Linked DNA regions of Mus musculus: regions 1 and 2 are each linked to region 3. Evidence: chromatin contacts called from public Hi-C data. All regions are on one chromosome and are shown on one strand. Each heading gives the region's core, a stretch centred on a gene start, on an enhancer-like site or on the middle of the called end of the contact. The rest is flanking DNA. Distances are from core to core; before and after follow the strand shown. Region 1 overlaps Myo10 (myosin X). Region 2 overlaps Marchf11 (membrane associated ring-CH-type finger 11). Region 3 overlaps Retreg1 (reticulophagy regulator 1).

The links. A called contact is a pair of places that touch in the nucleus more often than the background predicts.
Region 1: a contact with region 3 is called in a Hi-C map of liver, with 1.6 times the contacts expected there. The contact joins two enhancer-like sites. A contact is called at or near these places in 2 of 39 promoter capture datasets (liver and pre-B cells), 2 of 484 Hi-C or Micro-C datasets (both in liver), 3 of 115 datasets of contacts at active chromatin or transcription factors (embryonic stem cells, extraembryonic endoderm stem cells and pancreatic cancer cells) and 2 of 9 other capture datasets (adipose tissue and pancreatic islet).
Region 2: a contact with region 3 is called in a Hi-C map of liver, with 5 times the contacts expected there. The contact joins two enhancer-like sites. A contact is called at or near these places in 2 of 484 Hi-C or Micro-C datasets (both in liver), 1 of 115 datasets of contacts at active chromatin or transcription factors (hepatocytes) and 1 of 9 other capture datasets (embryonic stem cells).

The regions. Positions count from the first base shown.
Region 1 is chr15:25,636,570-25,640,683 of GRCm38.p6, reverse strand. The region is part of intron 1 of Myo10 (myosin X); the gene reads right to left. Among named protein-coding and RNA genes, the nearest start is that of Myo10, 16 kb to the right of the region's middle. Within about 2 kb of position 2,848, at least 105 of the 459 cell types and tissues checked have an H3K27ac peak or open chromatin away from gene starts, as enhancers often do. A contact at or near this core is called in liver, where this site is marked.
Region 2 is chr15:26,377,842-26,381,978 of GRCm38.p6, reverse strand. The region is part of intron 2 of Marchf11 (membrane associated ring-CH-type finger 11); the gene reads right to left. Among named protein-coding and RNA genes, the nearest start is that of Gm36790, 66 kb to the left of the region's middle. Within about 2 kb of position 2,853, at least 18 of the 459 cell types and tissues checked have an H3K27ac peak or open chromatin away from gene starts, as enhancers often do. A contact at or near this core is called in hepatocytes and liver, where this site is marked.
Region 3 is chr15:25,928,751-25,932,645 of GRCm38.p6, reverse strand. The region is part of intron 3 of Retreg1 (reticulophagy regulator 1); the gene reads right to left. Among named protein-coding and RNA genes, the nearest start is that of Mir7212, 18 kb to the left of the region's middle. Within about 2 kb of position 2,540, at least 19 of the 459 cell types and tissues checked have an H3K27ac peak or open chromatin away from gene starts, as enhancers often do. A contact at or near this core is called in hepatocytes and liver, where this site is marked.

The DNA.
Region 1 (4,114 bases), core at 1,599-4,098, 290 kb after region 3:
CACATGCACACAGACACACACATAAATAAAGTCCTTTTAAAAAGAAAAGCAACAACAACACAAGGGACACCACCAGGCAACGGATACCTGGAAATGTTCCTGGTCCTATGGGTGGACGCTGGCAACTCTTACACGATCTCAGTTAAGACCAGAGAGCACACAGCACTCCTAGTGAGCGTGGGATCCTCCCGGGCAGAAGTGACCCAGCAAGAGCGACTTCCACTGCAAAACGGATCAAGTACGCTAAGGAATATCGGCTACTGACAACAGAGGCCTCAAGTGGCATCGAGGTTCTTGGGAGCTGAACCACATATTGAAGATAAAGTTCTTGCTAGAGTTACAATAGGAAGTAGGCAAAGAACATGGTCTATTACCAGACTTATGGGCAGTAGAGACTGACAAAGCCCACTCACTGCCAAGCTGTGTCTGCTGCTCCTACCCGCTGAAGTGGCCTTTCTTCACTACCAGCTCAGAGACAACTTCCCCAAAGACCCCCATGAGATTCTACCAGAACACCTACAAGCCTGTGGGGCCATTCATCTCATCAGACAGCCTGACCCCCAATATGGCTAAGTCTATCAGACAGTGGCCTACTAACAGGCAAATCAACACATCGCAGGACCATCATCTCTTAGGAGCAGGGAAGTCTGCTACACAGCCCATCCATAGCACTGATCTGCTGAGATGCTCTCTGTGCTGAGTCTGCTGGTTTGTCTTGCCTCTTTGTAAATGAAGTGTCTAGCCTCAGATATCTGAAGAAGTCCTAGACAAAACAGACTCAGCTGGAACCCAAGCTATGCAAATAATCTTGGCAGAGACCCATTATGGCATAGACCCATCACCTAGGATGGGATCCTAGAGCACACACACAAAAAGGCCCCAGACAGTGTGGGTGTGCCATCGGTCCTTGGATCTGGCAATCCAGTTGGTCATGAGAATGCAAAGAAATCAACACACTGGGGCTCAGGAGGAGGACACAAAAGACTAGAAGCTTCCAGAGAGCTCTATGATCTGACAAGGCACTTAAACCCTCTCAAACACAGAGTTCAGATCCACCTGGGGCAAGCAAGGGTACCCAGCATGCAGAGTGTTCATTCAGTGAGACACTTCATATAAAGGACTTAGCTTGCAGAACATCTCCAAACAGATCCTCCTGAATGGCCTCTGTTCTGACTGGTGTTACTTATTAAAAGATGTGTGGTTTCTAGATCAACTTGAGGGACTTTCCAAGCTGTGACAGTTCATCAATGGAATGAGCTTGGCATTCCCAGCTGCCCTAACTCCCCGTCACGTAGTAACTACAAGGAGCGGGAACCATCTAAGCATCCGCTGACACCTTAGCCTCGGAGCCTGGCAGAGGTCCCAGGGTACCAATAACCAGCACTGATCTCCATGATCTCTGAAGGGAAGCACTACACCATTTCTTATCACTTGGCCTGGATTTAACAAGGCTAGAAAGTCAATCCCTGGGGCATGTCGCACTTTGGTTGAACGGTGTGGTCCTTGAGTGTTCAGTCTCAGCCTGGGTGAAGATGTCCTGGCTGAAGCGACCTCTCAACCCCAGACTTCCAGCATGAACTATCTCCAGAGATCTGAACTCCACATTGGGTCAGCCAGTCCTCCAGAAAGCATCCTCTAGGCAGACTCATTTTGATTCAAAAGCTGTCTGCTGACTCTTGGTCTAAAAAAATTAAATATCCTACTTGGATTCAAGGAGTTTTGTTTTGTTTTGTTTTTAAGTTTAATTTTATCTGTTGTGCTCTGAATATAAAATCCCCCCAAAGGCTCATGTGCAAACCCTTGGCCCTCAGCTGCTGTTTAGGAAAGTTCACATTTAGGAGGTGGAGCCTTTCAAGAGGACATTTGTCAATGGGACCAGGTTTTAAGTTTGATAGCACAGCTTCCTCCACTGCCTGGGTGTGGATACAACGTCATCAGCCAAGGTCCTGCGTCTGCACTCCCTCTCTCCTTCCTCCCCGTAACAGGCTCCATCCCTCTGGGGCCTATGTTTAAAATCCCCCCATTCTCCCTCCACTAAGTTACGTTTGTGAGGCTATTTTATCACAGCAACATAAAGGAAACCAATCTAAAACACAAATGATATACAAAATATGTGATTCTACGGTTTATCTAAAAAGGTATCAATCTCATTTATAGCACCTTGTGACGTCAGGAAATATCCGATTAAGGGGCTGGTGAGATGGCTCAGGGGTTTACAGCACCTGCTTCCTTTCCAGAGGACACGAATTCAGTTCCCAGTGCCCATGTCGGTGACTCATAACCTATAATCAAGCTCTAGGGAATCTAATGCCCTCTTCTGGCCTCGACAGCACATGCAAACAGATGTACACACACACACACACACACACACACACACACACGCTCACGCTCACTTGCACTCGCACACTCAAACACATTACACAATCTTTTTTTTTTTTTTTTAAAGTGAGATTGAATTATTACAGTCTTCTCCGGTGAACAGAAACCAGGCCGAGACAAATACAGAAAGAACTCCCACTAAGGCACAAATTAAATGGGGAAACTTAAGAGGCTCCAGCTTAAGTCTGCCTGCCTCCGGCCTGAGGACCTGATGAAAGCAGTTATGGGTGTGAACTCGGCAGTGAATGTGGGTGTGAACTTGGGAATCATCTTCCTCTTATTTTTAGCACACAAGAGTGCTGCTGAGAGAGAGAGTCAGCTGCCTTTCCAAGTGATTCATTACCACTCCGGCCGGCCAGCAATAAACCATGCTTGGGGAGAAGGAAGCAGAAGGAAAAATCACACACTTACTCATCAAACCGGAGAGGAGGGGAAAAGCCAAGGGGCGGAGCTTGCCAACAGGGCTCACTGGCCACACTTGAATGCCTGCCTCTTACATGGTCAGGGTTGGTAACCGAGGTGTTTGGTAAGTAACTACAATAAGCAAACAGCAAAAACAAACAAACGACACGACACAAAACAAAACTCGAGTGAGAAGAATGGAGCTTGCTGGTGCTCCCCTGCTAGCCCTCAGAAAACACTTGCCAGATTGGTGATGTGCTGTGCCCAAATCTGTGTCCTTAAGATCCAGATAAAAATAATGTTATAGCTCACCTGCTCACAATTATAACAAGAACCAGTTTAGAAGTAAAGAGGATTAGGGTATCCACTGATCTAAAAATATATTGTCATAACACATAGAACAATAATATTAAAGTTAATAAGAGTCTGAAGACTATATAATCCATACGCCCCAGAAAAAACACTCTGGGAGATTGGGAAATTACTTTAGCGGGATGCTTTTATTGAGAGAGCAAGAGATCAAAGCAGAAAAGAGTAGGGTTTCAGGATACATTTGGACCAAGCTAGTGCACACCGTCACACAGTCCTGTACAGTTCGGGATGCTTGGCACATCCATGGATCTATCTTACCCAGCAGATACCAGCAATCCCTTCCCACATCTGTGCTAACAACCACAACTGTCTTCAGATATTGCTAAATGCAATCTAAACTGGAAAGTGCAAATCACTCCAGATTGAGAACTGCTATCATTCTCAAAAACACAACTGTAACTTAGTCTTAGAAAAAGTGAGCTGAAAAAAAAATTGCTAACTGAATATTAAATCTCTATAAAGTACTTCTTTATGGTTTGGTTTGGTTTTCTCACAGAAGCCGTAAAGTACAGGCGGTTGAAGTGACTGATTGAAAGCTAGCTGTCACGGCCCCTCCCAAATCTCCCACCTCCCACCCCTGCATGAAGGCAGTTGCCCAAGAGCAGAGCCAAGCAGTCACCTAAGACAGAAGGCGGCTGGATCAGGAGCCGCTGCCACTGTGATTCACTGTGATTGCTGAGTCTGCCTGACTGAAGAAGCGGCTCCCACTGGTGAAGGACCACCCTGGATGGCAGCAAACACCAGTCCATCCCTGGCATCCTCACCAAGGCTGTAGGAGCTGCTACCTAAGCAGCCAGTTCTTGGAGTTGGTCACCCAGGCGATTTCAGCTGCTTTCAAACCCGTGCATGCTAGGGGAGATTCCAGAAGAGCTGTGGGTTCTCAAGAGACTTGAGTGCGCACACAAGCCAGAGCAGGACAGGAGGTGTTCCGTTATGGCTTCCCAACTTATTGCCTCGAACA
Region 2 (4,137 bases), core at 1,604-4,103, 450 kb before region 3:
GTCCATTAGGGCCAGGCTGCATCTCAAACTCATGGAATTCAACAGCAGCTCCAAGGTGATACAGGATGTGAAATGTGCAAGACTGAGGGGATCATAGACAGCAGGTAAGGCAACGTGGGACAGGGTCAGAGTTTGTGCAAGGAGCCCTTAGATGCCACTATGCAAACTTGTAAAGATGAAGTCTAAACTGCAGTGGAGACCCCAGGAAGATGAAGATGCCAGAACCAAGAGCCAAGAGGAGTCTGCTGAGGAAAGCCGCATGGAATGAAACAAAGCCACAGGAGAGGTTGTGTGTGCTGCACGCAATAGATCTGAAAGGGTGGGGCTACCAAATCCTTCTGGTGGACTGATGACTCTATTGTCAGCCTCATGTACTAAAACTGGAGCTACAAGATTTGGTGTTTGTCCTGCTGGGTTTCAATCTTACTTTGGTCCCATTATTGCTCTGTATGCCTTCATCCTTCCTTTCTGGAAATTCTGTGTTGTTGCATGTAGGAAATACATAATAACTCATTTTGGATTTCATAGTTAAAAGATTGCCTTGTGTATAAGATAGGACTTGGACTTTGGATTTGTAAACAATATTAGAAGTTTTTAAGACCACAGTGGCCTTTAGTGTTAGACTGAATGTGTTTCTACATTATATGATGTGCCAGAAGCCAGAAGGGTATAATATTCTGACTTAAAAGTGATGTACTTGGATGCTGGCAAGTGGGGGAGTCCTGAGTATTAATATTAATTACTGGCATAATTTAGAATTACCCATGAGGCACACTTCTGGGCAGGATGGTGATTAATTATCTTAATTAGGTTGATTGAAGTCTGAAGATCCAGTCTAAAAGTGGGAAAATCCATTCACTTGGCCTAAGTCCTGGGCTACATAAACTGGAAAACAGCGTTTGACCTTGAACATTCATTCATAATTCTCTACTCCCTCATTGTGCAAGCAACATGACCAATTCCTGCCAACTCTTGCTGCCAGGATTATACCCTTGAATTTTGAACTAAAATAAACCTTTTTTTATCTCTTAAGTGGCTTTTGTCAGAGTATTTTATCAAAAAACAACAACAACAACAACAACAGAAAAAAAATGTAGCCAGGACAGTAAGCTATGCAGTCTCCCCAAGTTATTGCATTTAGGACTAGAAACGAGGTATAAGCTGAAGTGGTCAGATTCCTGTGATCATACTGTTAACTTACTAGATATCATAACTCTAGTGAACTTTAATGACAATTTCATATATCTGCTTCCATGCAATGCTATGACATGTTTCTGGTGATGCTCCAGCCCTGTGTCTTGTGGTCTGTTAAAAGAGGATTCTAGCTGGACTTGTGGCCGAGCACTATCCACTGTTCTGTGTAATCCTAGGTCCACAGTTCCTAAGGGAAGAAGGGCTGAGCCTGTAAATACCATCAAAGAGGGCTTTTCAGATCAGCATGAATCCTCAGGACGTGGCACACGTTGCTACAAAACTTAAGAGAAAGGGATCAAGGGAGATCAAGAGATCACTAGGAAGAGAATAAAGGGATGAGGGGAAGAAGGGAGGGAGAGACCTCTCTTGGTTCATTTTATTTCACTCTTTCAGATATCATTTATTACTTTGGGAACTGAGCATGTCCCTTCTCCCTCTCTTACTAGCACTACTCTCATCCCTTCCAACTGGGCTCTAAAGCCACCTCGGTTACCCAAACCATCCTGTTTTCCCTTCTTGTTTTCCCTCTTCTAAGAACAGCTCTTCTTTCCTGGCCCTCAGAGCCACTGTTTATACATCTGCTTAGTCCCCACTACTTGGATCACAGACAGTCCTGCGGTCTCTACATTTTGCACAGACCACAGGTTTTACAATGCTTGAAGCTGAAACTTACCCTCCTTATACTCACCACACTGCTCACCCCACCCATCAGTGTCTGGAAATTTGGGATACTGAAAGTGGCTTCTGCCATCCATGTGACTGCTAAGTAGCCATTCTTTTCACATCCATCATCATAAAGTTTGGCTCTGTCCAAACCACCAGTTGAGATCTGTCCTCCACACCTAAGTTAATTCTGAACCTCCTTCCCTGCTTCCTGTGCCTGCTCTCATCCTTACTCTATGTGCGTAAGCAGCCACATCCTGAGTATAATGTTCTTCCCGGAGGAGCAACACAGACACAGTGACATCGGCCATAAAGAGAAGGAAAACTAGTAGCAGCGAGAGCCACCCAGCAAACACCAGCTAAGACTGGCATGAGCTTGCTCAGGGGCATCCATCCATAGGTGCTTCTTGAGCCTGGAAATTACAGCGTCTAAGACACAGCCACAAAGGAAGATAATCTTAAGGACTTGACTCTTTAATTTGAACTAGATTAGAAAAACAAATCAACTCACATTGTAAAGTACATCTTCTCTGAACATGAATTCTTTTAGAAGTGCTTTTGTCTGTTCCAAAAAATATAGACAATACATATGGGCATAATTAGGAACACTGTGTGAGGGTCCATGCCATCCCCTCTTCTCAGAAAATAATATTAACTTCTCTGAAACTATAATGATAGCAACCTCACCAAAAGATTGTGCCTGATTAGCTTGGGTTTATTGCTGCCTATAGATAAGACAAGATACAGAGGCAAGTCTAGGAATTTTCTATAAAACCTGTCAGGAGACCAAGCCAAAACAAGATCTCAAGTTTCTGGGTAAATGACTTCCAACCAGTAAGACATAGTTGCATATCCAGGAAACCACCTAAGAGATGTGCTCCCCATCCCGCTATCTGAAAGAGTTAGAACATTTTCTAAGAGCCCAGTTTGCTCCTAGAAAATAACATGTGCTAAGAGGACGCCAGCCTGAACTTGGGCACAGTTTTGTTTGGTGAGCATTAAATCATTGAGCTCAAAGTACTGTGTTGTATTTGCTTTTACAAGGAAGGCCAGATATGAATCATAAGCTAATGGGTCTGTAGTAAGATGATAGGTGGGATTACTCACCAGGGCTACCCAAGAGAACATCTGCTCCTAAGGAGTGTCCTCATCAGAAAGAAATGAATTTAAATGCAATCTATGTTCGGTCATCTTTAAATCGTATTTAGATTGTAGCCCTAGAGTTAGGATTGAAAACATGGAAAGAAAACTTGCCATTGTGGAATCAGAATGACAAGAAGATAAAACATTCCCTTGGTTACAAGCCTGGTCTTAATAGAGTAGCTTGTAGGCTGCCAGATAAAAGTGCTTTCATAGTTTGGACTGCAGCTGCTTTGCGAGAAAATCATCTTCATAAACTTTTCAGAGCTGAGATAAAATCAGACAAAAGAAAGCAGAAACCTAAGCAACCTCTAGAAACCATCAGAAAACAGGACCATGTGTTTAGAAAAGTTAACAGCAACTTAGAGAAATGAAAGAGGGTTTGTAATCACTGATGCTATGCCAATCAACTCAATACTATAGAGGAAATAGATAGGTAGCATACAAAAAAAATCACCTCTCAAAACTGACTCATGAAGAAATGGAATGCATAAATAGCTCTTTAGGTATTTCTGTAGTCCAGGCTACCCTTGAACCTGCTGTGCCTCTCAGGCTGGCTTCCCCCTCCAGATCATCCTGCCTTTGTCTCTTGGGCACTAGTGTCCACACATCCAGCTATGAACCAAAAGTGTTTAAACGTGACTTACATGAATACATTACAAAGAAATAATTACAAAGAAATTAAAGACTCAAGTAAATTAAAACTTATAAATTAGGAAGTAGTGTTGTTTAGTAAGTCATTCTCTCCGAATTTAAATTCTAGATAAAAATAGCATCAAAATATCACTAGCAAAACTGTTTTCTTGCTATTGTTCATAAATTTACAGATCACTCATTTAAAATGATCTTCTGTTACGTGGTGCTAATCATTCCAATTTGTATTCTCTTGAATGGCCAAAGAAAAGCCAACCTCTATATCCCTTATTGGGGTGAAATTTCTACAAGAATTGGGGAGTTAGAAAATCTCTGAGCCCACTTTCTTATATGAGAACAGTCTTCATTGTCGTCTCCTGGCTATAGGAAAAGCCCATATTTGACTGACACTATCCTGACCATAAACTGTCACTTTAGTTGAGTAAATTACCTAGACCTAAGTCCTATGAGCAAAAGAAACCAACCAACCAAAACCTAAATGAGGGA
Region 3 (3,895 bases), core at 1,291-3,790:
TGCCCATGACTCAGCCTTGGCCCAAGATAAGATATGTCCTCAGACACTAGGGAAACTTTTCCTGAGGCCCCAGGGCATGGGAATCCACGCTGTCCTCCAGCCTCTGGGCCTTCGTGAAGAAGAAGCTGTTGCTTCAGAAGAGTTTGCGACAAGGAAGGCCAGGTGTCATGATGATGAGTGGGAAAGGAAGAGTTTCCTTTACAGGACCCTCACTGCTTCTCCACCAATGATATGAAAGGCTGCTATTTATGTATGGCTTTCATTGGCTGCTGATAAGCCAACTATCTCAGTAGAGCAGTGCTCACCTCAAGTTCTCACCAACAGGACAACTTGAAAGGACCCCATATGCCATTTTGTTCTAAGAACAAAAACCCCTTTGTCTCAGCCACTGGGGTGTTGCAGGAACAGAATAACTGGCAATGAGTATCTCATTCAGGATATCTATTGCTGTGATCACACACCATGACCAAAAGCAACTTGGGGAAAAAAAGGATTATCAGGCCTACACTTCCACATTGTAGCCCATCCCTGAGGGGAGCTAGGACAGGGACTCAAACCTGGAGGCAGGAGTTGATGCAGAGGCCATGGAGGGATGCTGCTTACTGACTTACCATGGCTTGCTCAGTCTGCCTTCTTATAGAACCCAGGACAGTCAGCCCAGGGATGGCACCACTTACACAATGGGCCCTCCCACATCAATCAACAATTAAGAAAATTAAGGTTTGCCTACAGCCTTATCAACAACATTTCTCAGATGACTTTAGTTTGTGTCAAGGTGACATACATCTAGCCAGGACACTGGGTAATTCATAAAGTAAGAAGTTTGATTTCCTATATTTCAGGAGGCTGGTAAGTTTAAGGTCAAGGCACCCACATCTGACAAGTGTCTGCTGACTGTCTTAGCCTGCAGTGAAAGTCAGAAAAGCAAGAGGATGTATCCGAGAGAAGGGGGTGAGACTCCCCTCTTCACCAGGATGCCACTGCCACAGCAATGAGGTAAACCACTCATAAAGCAGAACCCACATAGTCACCCCTAAGGGTCTCCTTCCCCAAGTCACCAACACAGTTCAAATCACAGTGCCCCTCAATGGGCCATGAGCTAGAAAACCAGAGTTAAACAGCCCCCAAATGTCAATCTTGATAAACTGAGCCCAGTACACATTACTAGGGCTGTTCATGACTCCCTGACCACATGCCAGCATCTTGAAACAATGGGCTCCAAGATGCACCATCCACCCCTGGGAGTACACACCAACCTGCTACTGTGGGCTAGGTTGAATCATGTTGGTTATGACAGAACAGCCATAGGACAGCACAGAGATGGGTATATACCCTGTCATGAGCCCTACCAGCTTCCTACACATTCAAAAGAAGTCGAACCAAAAAGCTAACACTGGTCCATCACCATCAGCTAAACTCCAGAATCTGTTTCTCAGTAGCTTTCTCACTAACTCCCCCCACACCCCGGACCCCATTCAGGGCAGCACACTGCAGTCAAGTATTAAATCCACAGACACTCAGAGATGATGAGAATTGCTGGGGTCTCTCCTGTGTTTTCATGAGGTCCACTAAGTTCTGGTGGGTCCTGTAGGTAGCTTCCTGTTTGGGTTTGTCTCCTGTTTTTCTCAGCATTAGACTGAGAGTCAGCAAGAAAACCTTGAAGCTGGCTGCATCAGCTCACACAGTGTTCAAAGGGCCCACATGACTGACCACTGGTCATGTCGAATGGATCACTTGGCAGAGGCAGTGTTTTCAGATAGGCACACTGTCAAGCCGCCATCTTTTCTCTCCCTACTTAATCCAATCTGCACTCAAAGAATTAATGGTGAGGCCCAAGGGACCAAAGTCTTAAGGCCTATGCAACGGAGTGTGGGCATGTAGGAGGGGCTCTTTTCTCCTCCATTGCTCCAACCTATGAACCCGGGTTCCGGTCTTCTGCTCTCTGCATTATTTAATGCCAGAGTTCCAGGCACAAAGTTGATTTTGTCCCTGACTGAACGTTGATTCTCTAACCCCTCACATGAGCTAAAGGCCATCTCTGTGGTTGTCACACTTGCCCACTTGACACTGCCCTCATGACAAGTGAGACCCTGAGTTCCTTCCAAAGTGACTCCATCTCCTTCTTACCCGGTGTCAACACCAGCCAGGAGACAACCTCAGAAGCCAGCAGCTAGGGGACAGGGACACAAATGGGCAGTAAGTGTCTGCAGTCCACACATATATCCATCCCTATGAATGCACATGATAGAGGATGCTGTACAGGCTCACGCATTTTTGGGGTATGAGCTGTGTCCACGGAATGGGCCCTGTGAACTCTTTCCAGTGTGCTCTCATGAAGCCAAGAGTAACAAGCTGTCATTTTCCCCCCAACTTTGACAAAATCTCCAAAAACTTCAATACACCAAGCCCGGATTTCCTCGCCAGGTGGGTCATCCGTCCCGACCTTCCATGTTTGTCTTCTCTGGAGACGATTAGATGAAGCCGTGGCTTAAAAATAAAACAAAACTTGGCCTCACTGCATGCGCCTACTTTTAGCACCAAACCATGGCAAGCTCCCACACAGCTCCCGGGAGTTTTCACAGCAGATTCCCACCGGTAGCTCTGCCTTCAGCCTTATCCACAGCCAACACAAATATTTTCTCTTCAACTCGAGTTCATGTTTTCTGCTTGGTTTTTTGTTTGTTTGGTTGGTTTTGGTTTTTTTGTTTTGTTTTGTTTTTTGTTTCATGAGACAAAAATCACAAGCCATACTAAAAATGTCAAAGTACAGTGGCCCTGCTCGGACTCCTCCTAAGCTGGCTTCTCTGGCCAGGAAGGCAGTTAAAATATAAGGATCAACTCAGTCCTAAATATAAGTTGAGAGCAAAGGAACGCCGAGTGTCAGAAGCTTTACGAGAGGTCAGAGAACAGCACGAGCCCCGTCATGTGCAAGCAAGGACATCGTGTTTACGCTGCTCCGAAGGGCAATGGCTGTCCCTTCTCCCCATGGCTGAGCACCTGGCCTCGTGTGAGAAAACAGACAGGAAGTTCCTGTCAACAGCGACAAAGCAGCCTTTTCTGAGTTCTGTGTGGTGACAGAGAGTGACCACCAGCCCCATAGCTACAGAGGAAGGCTACTCTCAAGCCAGTCTGCTCAAGACTGAGGCTGGAAAAGACAAAGTCGCTCCTGGACTCCCCCCATGAGCATGACAACTGTCAGGGTAAGACTTGGGCACAGAGAAGTGAATCCTGGGTTCCAAAGAGCATTAGCTAAATTTCTCAGGGAAATGCAACAACAGGATGGACACATACACAGACTGACTTAAGGAAAAAACAAACCAAAACCAAAAACAACAACAACAAAAACACCGTTCCTGTACTCAGGAGAGAGAGGGTTGGCAAGGCTTTCAAACACTGTAGTTATGAAGTAGGAGTTGCTATATTCACAGTTCACTGCTGAGCTTATTATATCTAAAAAGTCCTTTACAAGGGCATCATAATGGGTGTCTGATCAAACAGATACGCACTGTAGCCTAGATGAATTCACACCTTTTTATTTTTATTCTATGTATTTTGCTTACGCTGTTTGTGAACCACTCTCGTGCAATGCCTGCAGAGGCCAGAAGAGGGCGTCAGACCCAATGGAGCAGAACTATAGATGGCTGGGAGCTACCACGTGGGTTCTGGGAATTGAACCCAGGTCCTTGATAAGAAGCAGCAAGTGCTCTTAAATGCAAAGCCATCCCTCCAATCTCCTTAAATGTACACAAATTTAAACACTGCACTGGGGGAATCTCCCAGTGTTTATAGGGGGCAGATTACTGTGCTTGTCAAATGGACCAAGAAGATTATAGGCAAGCATTCACTCTCTTTCCAAGAAAAAAAAAATCTGACTCTTTGGAACAGACAAGAAAAT